Linked DNA regions of Mus musculus: all the other regions are linked to region 3. A link is a contact called in public promoter capture Hi-C data. All regions are on one chromosome and are shown on one strand. The core of a region is the stretch at or near the end of the contact, and the rest is flanking DNA. Distances in the headings are between cores, read along the strand shown. Region 1 holds the start of Irgq (immunity-related GTPase family, Q). Region 2 holds the start of Ppp1r37 (protein phosphatase 1, regulatory subunit 37). Region 3 holds the start of Pnkp (polynucleotide kinase 3'- phosphatase).

Region 1 (3,926 bases), core at 387-2,886, about 20 Mb before region 3:
TGTTCCTTGTGGTCTCTGCCTGTGAGACACTGATACTACCGCTGCGGTACACCGCAGCCCGACATTAGAGCCGAATGAGATAATCAAGGTCACTCCTCCATACTTGGCATCGAATGCACCCAGTGCAGAGAACACTCAGTCAGGGTCACAGCTGTTATAAAGTAGATGTTATCATTTAAATTAAATTTCATTCAAGTCAAGTTTTCCCCTTTCGACAGCTAATTCCATAACTACCCCATGGAAGTGAGCTGTGATGCCCGTTTTGGTTTGTTTATTAAGACAAGATTTGTCTGTGTAGCCCTGGATGTCCTGGAACTTTCTCTATAGAGCAGGCTGGCTTCAAACTCAGTGAACGGCCTGCCTCTACCTCCTAAATTCGGGGATTAAAGGTGTGCTACCACCATAGCCCGTGTTGCACACGTTTGCTACGGGAAACTGAAGCATAGTCATATTGAAAGTCTAGGGGGAAAGTGGGACAAGAACCCTGGGGACTCATTCCAGGTAATGATATTGCCAGTCACACCCCACAACCCAATCTTCGCCTGGCAGCCCTTTATTCCTCTAAATGTCGTCCTGCTTCTGTTTGTGTGCCCAAATCAAGGGAAATAATTTTGATCATGAGAGGAGGTCATTCCTGGCAGGTAGTCACTGCGGCCACCTGTAGCAGGGCGGGGCGTCGAGATATGGAGGTCCCTTTAGTGTCTGTCACTCCTGCACCCAACCCCTCTTTCTGGCAGTACTCAAAGAGGTCGTCTCCTGGGCTGTCTGGACTCCATTCCTTGGGAGACGCTTGCCCTCTACAGTGTCTTCAGGGCGATGTTCTGATATGAAAGAGAGAGGGGGGGGGCGTGGCTGCCACCAACCTTAGTGGGCCTCGCTCTATTTTTTGACACTCACTGAACTCTAATGACACTCTCACTAGAAAAGCTTCAGCAGTCTCACATGGGAGACTCCTCGGGTTTGTGACACCTCGGTCTTCAAGCCCCTGTGTCCTCATCTTCACGAAACCGAATTCCCTCGAAGGTGGAACTCTTGGTCTTTCTTACCAGCCCCATCCTAGTTTCTCACGTGTCAACCATAACCCCCGCACAAGCAGTGGTGCTCACACTTGAGCCCGCCTTCTCCCAGGAGACATCCTTCTCTGACATTGATTACTGTTTCACCGTAGTCACCGCCGCCCGCGTTCACTAGTTCATTTCTGGATCACGCTGCTCCCATGCACTGCCTTCTGCTCTTAGTTCTTGATGGTCACGGACGCCTCTTGCTTTCCTCCCCGAAGACTGTCCCTTAGCTGCGCCTGACAGTTGGTCGCCACAGCTCTGCCACCGGACGAGAGCGGGATAGTTTTTCCTAGTCTCCAGACTCCAGTGATCTGTTGCACCACCATTGTCCCCGAGTCAGGTTCAAGGTTGCAGTCCGGCACTAATATAGTCACGGCAGGCAAGTCTTCGCAAGGGCAAGTGGAGAGGTCCTTTTCTGTACAGGGGTGCGTGATGATGACGTTGGTTGTGTGCTCCGTACAACGCTAAGCTTACTGCGTGGGCTCATCGCTTCCTGTCCCCCTTTGCCGTACAAACCCTGCACGTACTGCGCAGGCGTATTGGTTGCTGGTCTTGGTGGGGCACCGCCCCAAAACTTTCTGCGCACGCGCATGGGTTTTATTGTGCCTTTGCCCAAACAGCCTTAGCTAGAAAGAAGGAGCTGCCAAAAATTCTTCCTCTCCGCAGTGGCACTCCAAGACACACCGGTCTTGGAAGGAATGACGTCAGTATAGAGCCACCTGAAGGAGTCCGGATGTTTCTAAATCCGGACACTCCTGCCCCTTCAGCCTCCGTCAGCTCGTCTTAAGGGGCTGGGCCTCTGTGCTCTCCAGGCGTGTCACCTCTCTGATCGGTTGGTGATTTGGAATGGGGAGGGGAAAGACCATTCTCGAGTTTGGCAGTCAGGTTTTTGAGGGTTTTTGTTTTCCTTCTTCTGTTTCTTCTTTTTTAAATAGAGAAATGCATTCGTGTGGAGAATGGGCATATACCTGGCTCTCCCAGGAATAGGCCCTGGGGGTTGAGTTTCTAGGTCCTGCAGCGTGACACTGGAGAATGGAAGTAGAGGACAGGCTGGAGGACTGAAGCCTGGATCTACAGTGAATCAGTTAGGAGAGGGTGTTGATTGGTGTGGGGGAGTGCGACGCCTTTAATCTCAGCACTCTGGGAGACAGAGGGGAGAGGATCGATCTCTTGAATGTCAGGCCAGCCTGGTCTACGTAATGAGTTCAGGCCAGCCAGGGCTACACAGCGAGACGCTGTCTTAGAAAAGAAGCAAACAAAAAGTCTTACGTGCTCCCTGACCAATTTCTTTCCCCGCCTCTTGCTTTCCAGCAATGCCTCTGCCTCAGGGTGACGTGACTGCCTTATTCCTGGGGCCTCCCGGCTCGGGAAAGTCCGCCCTGATCGCCGCGTTATGCGGTAAGAATGTGGACACGGTAGAGATTCCCGATGGACGGCAGGACTCTGGAGTCCCCAGCCTGAGAGCTGCGGCTCCGGGCCTCTTCCTGGGTGAGCTGAGTTGCCCACCCGCAGCTCCCGGGCCCTGGGCGGCGGAGGCCAACTTGCTGGTATTGGTGCTACCAGGATCTGAGGGGAGCGAGGAGCCCTTGACCCCAGCTCTGGGAGAGGCAGCGCGAGCCGCCCTGGCTAGAGGAACCCCGCTGCTGGCTGTCCGGAATCTGCGCCCTGGAGATTCCCAGAATGCAGCTAAAGCCCGGGATGAGACTGCAGCCTTGTTGAACAGTGCTGGGTTAGGAGCTGCGCCTCTCTTTGTGCCGCCGGCGGATTGCAGCAGCAGTGACCGCTGCGAGGAGCTAGAGCGCCTGCAGGTGGTGCTGCGGACCCAGGCGGAGGCGCTGCAGAGGTGAGGGGACAGTTCGGGCTGGATGGGGTGGCCTTAGATCCAACTCAGCTACGGAGGTCTTTAAAGTTCTCGAGCCCTGTTCCTAGAGTGTTAGACGCAAGCTTTTCTTGGCTGCCCATTCGTCCATACCCTACTTATTTGCGTAGGACAGCACCCACCACACCCATGAGCACAGAGTTTGAGATCATGGAGACTCTGCCATAAGCAGGGATCACTTTTCTGTCGTTTAAAGCCTGCACCGTCAAGGGTCAACTGGAAAGCCCACCACAAAGGTCCTGTTTCGTGCAAGCTCTCTGGCATCACAAGCCCAGATATATATATATATATGCAAATACTTGTGTCAGACAAGATGCTGGACTCCCATCTCTCGTAACATTTGAGATCCCTCTCCAGCACTCCCATCCTCCTCATTGGCTTGGTTCTCAAGTGACTCCCCTCCCATCCTTCCTTTCGTTAACACCAAACCTTTACAGAGCATTATTTCCGATTGCTCGCCCTGTTCTTCCATTTCCAGTTCCCTCTCAGTTCTACCCTGCCTACTGCCCGCCAATCCACCCAGCCCCTCCCCACCTGCCAGCTGTCTCATTTTATGGTTCTCAAAATGCGACTCAGGAAGGGTCTGCATAAGTTGGAGAGCTGCTTCTCATTTGTTTAGTTAACCTCGCTGGCCCACCAGTACTAGATGAGGTCTCTCTTATTTACATCCACCCTCAGGGACACCATAGGCCATACTGAAATTGCCATTATGTCCTCGCCTTCCTCTAAGCCCCACTCCATAGAAAACGTGTCCTGACCAGCACACCATTGGAAAAGCTCTGACCCCGATCTCTTGATCTGTATCAAGAGAAGTCCAAATAGGGTCCTCATCGTAGTTTCGGTTGGAAACCTGACCTTAGGTTAGTTTACCCGCGGGACCTCTAGGGGACTTAAGCTCTTCCCTGAACTCTCTTAACTTTATGGTCCCGCCTCACCTGGTTTTTTTTTTTTTCTTTCTATCTTTCTTTCTTTTTTTCCTTTTTCTT
Region 2 (4,105 bases), core at 935-3,434, about 25 Mb before region 3:
TTTGGCCCCATCGAAAAAGCAAGCTCTTTCCAGGCTTCAATGCTGCCTTCATAATCATCATGGGTTTAGGAGCGCTCACTCTCACCAGGCACAGTTCATGTGTGATGTCACTCAGTCTCTGGCAGACCCTGGACCACTGCTCCTGTCAGTCACTCTGGGGGAGGGTGGCTCTGAGGCTCAGGGGAGCCAGGCAAATTCTCAGTGGTTGCAAAAGACAGCAAGTGGGAAAGTCAGAATTTGACCCAGCTAGCCTTTCTTTTCCCTCTTTTCTTTCTTTCTATAGTGAAACAGGGCTTCCCCATGCAGTTCAAGCCCCCCCTAGAATGTCTACTCTATGATCCAGCCTTAGCCTCTAAGCGCTGGGCTCACAGCTGCAGACAGCCACACCAGGTTTCTTAACCACTTCTGAATGGCCGCTCTGCTCCCCCCACCCCTTCCTGCTGCGATCTTGCCACAGTGGACAACAGGCTGCCGCCAGGGCCCAGTGGACTCTTCCTGTCCTCAGCACCAGTTCCAAGAAGTTCAGAACCCAAAACAAACCACCCAGCCCTGGCAGGCTCCCCAAGCCAAGTCTAAATTAACCTCGGTCTCTTTGATAATTACTAGTCAAACTGGCATTTATGGCGGGCTCCCAGTGTATCATTTCCTGCAACCAAGTCCCCCCCACCACACCCCCACCCGTGCCCACATACATCAAAGCTACCAGCTGCCCACTCTGCTGCCCACAGCCTGGCAGTCGTGTCTGTCTGTTCCTGGACAAGCAGGTTAGCTTCCATAGAACACGGCCAGTGGGTGACCTCACTTCACAGGCTCCACCCAAGCAAAACACAATTCAGCTCAGAAATGGGATTAGCCTGTGTCCATCTCCCCAGCAACCTTTTCCCTTTCAAAGCCATCAAAGCCAATGCACTCCTCCAAGTGCCCGTCCAGTTCCACCTCCCCACCAACAGGCCTAGATCTTAGATCTTCCCATCTCCCAACATGTAAGTCACCTTCTGTTGAGTAGGGAATACTGCCGAGTCCTTCCCCAGGTAAACCCTGGTAAAAGCGGGCTCCGCGTTCTGCTGCCGAACCTTACTGCGGAATTCCTCGCACACAGGCAAACTGGCCACCTCGTCCTCTGCTTTACTACCTGCTGCCTCTGACCCTCCTTTCCCAGTCGGAGGGTTTACAAACTTCTGTACAGTCTGGGTTTATTTCCGTCCTCGTTTCAGCCAAAAGAGCAATGGCCATAGCCGGCTACGCTTTGCCTCCTGGTTTACAGACCAGCTGCTTCGCTCTCACCATCCCGTGGACTCAGGCACTTACCTTTCCCCCAATACTATAACCAGGCTCTCTTCATCTATCCCTGAGTGTACCATGAACTCAAAGGCTGGCTGCCAGCCTCCCAAACTCCCAAACAAGGTTAGGCTTTGAAAACCCAGTCCTGTGGACCTTTCCAGCTCTCCCGCCAACCCCTCTCTGCCTCCAGCTCTAACCTAGGCACCGTTGAAATCACCAATAAGTACCATTTGCCGCGGGCCACCTCCGTGGGGGTCGGCCCTATGGCGGTCCCACCCGCCTCTAGGCTCTCCCCCGCAACCCTCGCCAAAGCTACCGTGTCTCCAGGGGTCTTTGGGCTCCACCGCTCCAGACACGATGTCCTCGTCAGATGGGAACGTGACACGCTTGGCAGCAGCCTTAAGGCGGCCATCGGCCGGGGGCGAGGTCCCGGTAGGAGACTCAGCTTCGGCGGAGGCCTCCTCGGTCTCGGCCTCCGCGTCCGCGTCGGCGTCCGCGCCCGGCCCGGGCGGAGCCTCCTGCGGCGGGATCTCCATCGCCGCCGCCTCCTCCTCCTCACGGGGGCCCCGGGGACATGCCCCGGGCCCCGGACTCGTCTCTCCGGGTCCTCCCGCCGTTCCGGGGCATGGGCTTCGCCGCTGCCTCAAGCGCCGCCTCCGTCCGCTCCGTTCGTCGTCGTCGTCGTCGTCGTCGTCGCAGTCGCCGGGAGCCCCAACGCGCCTCCGCCGAGCTCCGCGAGTACCTGCTCTTCCGCAGCCACACTTTCGCTACAAGCCGAAGGGCCCGCTGCGTACCGAGAAAAGCATAGCACCGACTCAAGCTTTTGCTCTGAAAAAAAACCGTGTCGAGGACGACAGGAAGACCGGAACAAAGAACAGTAAGCTCCGCGGAAAAAAGAAACGTGACCGGCGAATCTGCAGAGCCAAACTGCAGAACACAGAGGCGGGGCCTATGAACGCTGTCTCCCGGAGCGCCGCGCATGCGCGAGTTCTAGCCGCCCCCTCCCGCCCCCCACAAGCCAAGCTGTCAACAGTCAGGCTCCCGCACATTCGTCACAAGCCCAAGTAATTCGGGAAAGGATTCAATACAAATCCTATAACCGCGGCCTGCGAGAGGGCTGTCAGCGGCTAAAGCCGTCTGAGTTCGTAAAAATAGAAGAATCGCCTCCACAAAATTGTCCTCTGATTTCTACGCGTCTACAAGAAATGAGTAACTTAAAATATAAAATACGGATCAGATATTAATTAAAAAACCACTTGCTGGACATGGTAGTGACTCGCCTTGTGAACCGAGCCTTGGAGAGGCTGAAGGAGGAGGTTGCGAATTCGAGGCTAGGCTGGATTACAAAGGGAGCCTCAGACAAGCAGGTGCTACAGCAGGAGACCCTGGTGGGGCTAAGCCAAGTACTGGGAGCAGGATAAAGTGATGGAGGTGCTGAGAGCTGAGAGCCAAGCTGAATATCGGATGAGTACGTACAAGTGACAGAAGCGACAGAAGAGCACACTTTAGCACAATTTTCGTCAAAATTGTATCAAATGTAAATTACAATATTAGACGAGTCTGCTAGGTATTCATGAACCTGCTATAAAAACAAAACAAAACAAAAACTGGGAGCAGGAATTCCAAAGGCTCGGGATGAACCAGCTGACCAAACCTGAGCGAGCCTAAGCCACACCTCCAAGGGGTCGATTCCAAAGCTCAGGATTCATCTGGGCACTTTCGCTTTTCCTTCTCAGCTCATTAAAGCCCACTGGCACAGGGACTGAAACCACAGAACGGGATTTGAGGAGGGTCGAGCACAGCATTGCCAAGTAGAGAGCTAGGCTGGAACTGGAGGGAGGCTCCAGTGTGAACTGATAACTGAGACCACTGCTAAGGGTAGCTGCTTTCCTCTTCACAGTTGGGGGTTAGCACACTTTGGAGACTGAGAAGTACCAAAAGCCCCTATAATTAATGCAAACCTTCAGTTACATTCTGAACTCCAAAAGGCATTAAGTGGGCTTTGTTTGGGGGGGGAGGGTTGGGTTTTGTTTGGTTTTACTGGTTCTCATGTAATCCAGGCTGCCCGCTGACTTGCCATGTAGGAAAGACAGGCTTTATCTCTGGCTCCTCCTGCCTCTACACCCCCTTCCCCACACCAAATGCTGGGATTACAGACTTGGGTCACTGTGCTTAGCTAGGAACTGCTTCCAGATATCATGTACTGAAAGATTTCTAGTGACAAGGGGCTGAAACAGGGGACACAGACTCCCTCACTAGACGGCTAGAGCAAACTGAGGAAGGGTAAAACTTCAACGCTAACCACCAACCTGCAGCATTTGCTCCCGGGCACTGGCACGGCACTGGCACACAAGTGTGACCACCACCACCACTCCCAGTCCCCTCCGTGGGAAGACAAACCTGCAGGTGACTGCAGTGGACCACATCACCAAGAGGGAACCTTGAAACCTAGTGTAAGCCAAGGCCCTGTCTAGGCCTTTTCTAGTAAAAAGCCATCCTTGCCCACCTCGGGTCAATTTCTTATGCAGAGATGAATGTCAGCCATTTGGGGAGGATGCCAGGAGCAGTGCAAGCCCTATACTTTTATCTGGACGCCTCAGCTTCATTGCTTAGATAAGCCCCACAAGTTTTAGCCTGAGATAGCTACACTACTAACTTTTAAAGACTACAGCAGAGGGTGGGAAGACAGCTCAGCAACTCCGTTCCAGAGGGCCTGAATTCTGCTCTCAGCACCCATAGTTCACAAGCACCTGTAACCCTAGCTTTGCTGACTGCCTATCTTTTTCTGGTCTCCGTGTGCACCCACACTCCCATGGCACACAGA
Region 3 (4,513 bases), core at 678-3,177:
TCCATCAAAACTTGTCCTGTACCCAGGACAGTACCAGCTTCCTGTCCCCCGACCCTAACAGGTGCCTTAAAAGGCCCTCTCCCACCCAAGGTGGGGGGGCCAGGGGGGCCTCACTTTCCGGCCCTAGACTTGGGTGCGGGAGAGTGGGATGGGGGTAGGGAGGGGCGCTCTGAGATTAAAGTTTTACCTCTGACTAGTGAGTTCGTGTTGTGTGTGAGTGTGATGCTATGAAGCGTTCATGACAATTAAATGAAGTTCAGGGTTCGACACCCAGTCTTGGGGGCGTAACTGTGGGAGCGGTAGAAAGGCAAACCAGGGAATCTCCATTTCCCAACATCCAAAGATGAGAAAGGGGGCTAGAGGGGCTAGAGGACTGTCACCTTCACACTATTAATATTAATATGGATTGCCTCCCTTTTGTTACTTTGCTTTTTGGGATGATTTCACTTTGTAGCCCAGCCTTTCTCTTCAGTTTTTGTGCTGGGATTTCCAATCTGCCCCATCATACCGAGCTTTAGCGTATTTGTCCCAGAATTAGAAGCGATTTTCCCACTTTATTGCAAAGGGACCGGCATCATAGAAGCAAAGGAAGAGTGTATAGTGATGCTATGCGCTTCAAATGCTAAGGACAAGCTGGTTTGTTTCCGCTGCTACGCAGAGGAATGATGAAGGCGCACATCTGTCATTCCATCAGCAGGGAGATGGGTTTAAGGAGGCACAGGTGTTCACGTCAGTCTAGACTTTTTGAGACCATGCCTCAAAGAACAAAAAAAACCGTGAGCAGTGGCGCACACCTCTAATTCTAGCACTTGGGAGACAGGAGCAGGTGAATCCCCTGGTATCAAAAAGTAAAACAACCCATCAATGGCCAAGTGTGATGGCATTTTCTTCCTTCCTCTCCCCCCCCCCAGCTTTTAGAGCGTGTTTTTCAAGATAGGGTTTCTCTGTGTAGCCCTGGTTGTCCTGGAGCCCTTCTGAAGACCAAGCTGTCACTAAACTGAGATCTGCCTGCCTCTGCCTCCACTTCCCCAGTTTTAGAATGAAAGACGTGCGCTGCCAACCTGTCTGTAGAGCTCTATTTTAATACTAATATTTGGAAGACAGACAGATCCCGAAATTTGAGCCCAGTTTGGGTGTATGGTGGATTAACATACACGCCAAAAAAAAAAAAAAAAAAAAAACTTGTCTGGGCTGAAAGATAACTGCAGCCGGACTTTTTGATTTCGCTCATAGAAGGGGAGGCAAGGTCATGGGACCCTGACCTTAGTACCCAGCTGTTCCTCACAAGCAACTATATGCAATTTTGCCCTAGTTGCCTGTGGTTTGGGGAGGGGCTAGAGGATACTGGTGAGGGGGAAGGGAAGGGAAGGGCTCTGTCTGTGCAGTATGAAATGAGGCTTCATTTCTGCTAGATGAAAACTGCCCCGTGTGTTTTTTTGCAGGTAGCAACACAACCACCACCACCTATGCTCTGCAAGCCCAATATAGTCGGCTTCCCCAGAATGCTCTGTGGTGGAATCATATTTCAGGTTATATATACTTCAGGCCTTTGGAGAAGGGTAGGCATTTTTTAGGTCTTCCCCAGGAGAGCAACTTCCTCTTTATTTTATTTTTGCGGTGGGGGCAGAATCTTACTATGTAGACCAGGCTGGGCTCTGCCTGCCTCTGCCTCCCAAGTACTAGGATTAATATTAAACTCATGTGCCACCATGCCTAGGAAAGAATTTTAACAAGGCTACATCCTGAGAACCTGTCTCACTAAAACATACATACATACATACATACATACATACATACATACAAGAAAATCAAAACAAAAACAAGTAACTCTAGCGTAGGGATCAAGTGACTATGGATGCGAGTGACCCCTATCCGCTCTGGCTCAGAGCGCCTCAAGCGAGTCAGGACTGCGCATGCGCCGTGGGAGGAGCCAAATTTTCGAACAGTCTTTCCCATAGCATAGATGAGCTTTGGAATGAATTCAGAAGTGACTCTACCTATATGCAATCCTCACTGCGCATTGGAACCGTTGTGGTAGCTTGGGAAACGTCGAACCCGCCCATGGGCAAGGGGCGGAATTTCCGGTGTGGCTCGCATTGGGAAAGCAGAACTTCCGGTGGCGGGTGGGTTGCCGGCTGCTGAGCAAGCTCCACTGTGATTCTGTTCCCCTTCACAGCATCCGAGGATGTCACAGCTTGGATCCCGGGGCCGCCTGTGGCTGCAGAGCCCCACCGGTGGGCCGCCCCCTATATTCCTGCCGTCGGATGGCCAAGCCCTGGTCCTCGGTCGGGGACCCCTGACCCAAGTGACGGACCGGAAGTGCTCCCGAAACCAAGGTGGGCACGGGAATGGAACTGCTGCAGAGTGGGATTGGAAGGAAGCAGGGGAGCCTATGCCTAGCCAGAAGCAAGACGAGGCATTATGGGAGGGACAGAGAGGATCTGGGAGATTGTCACCGGAGGGGAGAAGGACAACAGAGAGACGGTCGCTGGGCAGGCTACATCAGGCGGTGATGCATCAAGCCATGCCCAAGACCTCGGTCTACCCCATGTATCTCATGGGACAAAGCAGACCCTACAGATAAAAAAAATACCTGTTCTGGACAAGTCCGTGTCTCTAGCAATCCTAGGGACTCCGAAGTACCTGTTATTATTGAGGAATAAACTGGCTCGGGGGGGGGGGGGGGGGGCAGACACCCCTGTCATCCAGAGAATTGGGTGGTAGAGGCATGAGAATCAGTTCAAGCCCAGCCGCTAGTATGTAGCGAGTTCAAGGCTATCCTGGGCTACCTGTGTTGGGGGATTGAGGAAGGAAGGGAGAAAGTGCCTCTCTTACTTAAGTCCTAGGGAGAAAGTGCCTCTCTTACTTAAGTCCTAGTAGTAGACTGTAGTTGGCCACGCCCCTGTACGTGATGTAAACCCTGACTCCACCCCCTTACCCTCAGTGGAGCTGATTGCAGACCCTGAAAGCCGGACAGTGGCAGTGAAACAGGTACCAGTGTCTTGGCAGCGGGTAGCAAGGACTTGGGAGAGGGGCCGGGTAGATGACAACCCTTCAGAAGGCTGGTCAGCTTTCCGCTTTAACACCGTGCCAGACTAGAAGCCACTAACCTTTCAAAGTTCTGACTGGCCACACGAAGTGAATAGGTGGGAAGATTAAAAATTGATTGGGAGCTAAGGTATTGGATTTGGTGGGGCGGGGTGGTGCCAACCCTAGCTCCTCCTTTGTCTGCAGCTGGGTGTTAACCCGTCAACTGTTGGGGTCCAGGAGTTGAAGCCAGGACTGTCTGGCTCTCTAAGCTTGGGGGATGTCCTTTATCTGGTTAATGGCCTATATCCCCTGACCCTGCGTTGGGAAGAGCTCAGCACATCAGGATCCCAGCCAGATGCTCCACCAGACACTCCTGGGGATCCGGAGGAGGGAGAGGATACTGAGCCTCAGAAAAAGCGAGTTCGGAAATCCTCTCTTGGCTGGGAGAGCTTAAAGAAGTTACTGGTGTTCACAGCGTCTGGGGTGAAGCCCCAGGGCAAGGTGAGGCCGCCACCCCTGCTGCCACCCAGGCTAGCCAGTTAATGTAAAGTTTCCTGTGCAGCCCTGAGCTAGTCTTATCAAAGTTCCTGAGCCTCAACTGTTCTGTGCAGAGAAGACTGAGACCCCAGTGGTGCCGCCACCACTGAGGTACAGGGTACAGGTCAGGCCCTGTAATCAGTGGTGACCTTTCTTGGATCACTCTGAAATGAGGCCACAGAAAATTCACGGCCTAGTTTCCTGTGGCCACTCAGCCAACAGTGAGGTTTGTTTTTTTAAGAATTGATATGACCTGGCACTCGGGAGGCAGAGGCAGGCGGATTTCTGAGTTCGAGGCCAGCCTGGTCTACAAAGTGAGTTCCAGGACAGCCAGGGCTATAAAGAGAAACCCTGTCTCGAAAAAAAAAACAACAACAACAAAAATCAAAAAAAAAAAAAAAAAAGAATTGATATGAGCCTGCATGATTTTCTGTGTACTGTATGCAGGTGGCTGCAGAGGCCACAGAGCATTGGGTGCCCTGGAGCTGTAGTTACAGGCAGTTATGGGCCATCTGACATTTGTGTGCTCCTAACCACTGAGTCTAACCACTGAGCCATCTCTCCAACTCTTCCAACAAAGCCCTTTGCTCCTTCTGGGCTGTTAGTTCTCCAAGGAGATGCTCAGAGAAAAAGGATTTGTGAGACACTGGTTCCTACTAAAAAAAAAAAAACAAACAAACTGGAAGTGGAGGGCAGAGGACACAGAAGGATAATACTGGTATTTAAAGGCTGGTGTCTCCAGGTACACGCCTTCAGTCCCTATACCTGGGAGGCAGAGGGAGGCAGATCTCTGTGAGTTCAAAGCCAGTCTGGTCTGTAGAGTGAGTTCCAAGACAGCCAAGGCTACACAGAGAAACCCTTGACTTGAAAAGGAAGACAGTAAGCCTGTAAGGAAGGTCAGAGGTGACAGTATTGTTGTCCCTGTTGGTGATACCAGGTGGCTGCC

Evidence for each region. Promoter capture Hi-C pulls out the DNA fragments that hold promoters and counts their contacts.
Region 1: a promoter capture Hi-C map of pre-B cells shows a contact between it and region 3. The contact joins the promoter of Irgq here to the promoter of Pnkp in region 3. A contact is called at or near these places in 3 of 39 promoter capture datasets (cranial neural crest, maxillary cranial neural crest and pre-B cells).
Region 2: a promoter capture Hi-C map of second pharyngeal arch cranial neural crest shows a contact between it and region 3. The contact joins the promoter of Ppp1r37 here to the promoter of Pnkp in region 3. A contact is called at or near these places in 3 of 39 promoter capture datasets (cranial neural crest, pre-B cells and second pharyngeal arch cranial neural crest).

What each region holds. Positions count from the first base shown.
Region 1 is chr7:24,529,012-24,532,937 of GRCm38.p6, forward strand. Irgq (immunity-related GTPase family, Q) reads left to right here and starts at 1,637. Exons shown (of 3, transcript NM_153134.3): 1 at 1,637-1,893; 2 at 2,373-2,904. The coding sequence starts at 2,375.
Region 2 is chr7:19,560,214-19,564,318 of GRCm38.p6, forward strand. Ppp1r37 (protein phosphatase 1, regulatory subunit 37) reads right to left here and starts at 2,185. Exons shown (of 13, transcript NM_199149.3): 1 at 1,598-2,185. The coding sequence starts at 1,817.
Region 3 is chr7:44,855,219-44,859,731 of GRCm38.p6, forward strand. Pnkp (polynucleotide kinase 3'- phosphatase) reads left to right here and starts at 1,928. Exons shown (of 16, transcript NM_021549.3): 1 at 1,928-2,336; 2 at 2,945-2,991; 3 at 3,235-3,531; 4 at 4,505-4,513. The coding sequence starts at 2,186. Akt1s1 (AKT1 substrate 1 (proline-rich)) reads left to right here. Exons shown (of 5, transcript NM_026270.4): 5 at 1-203.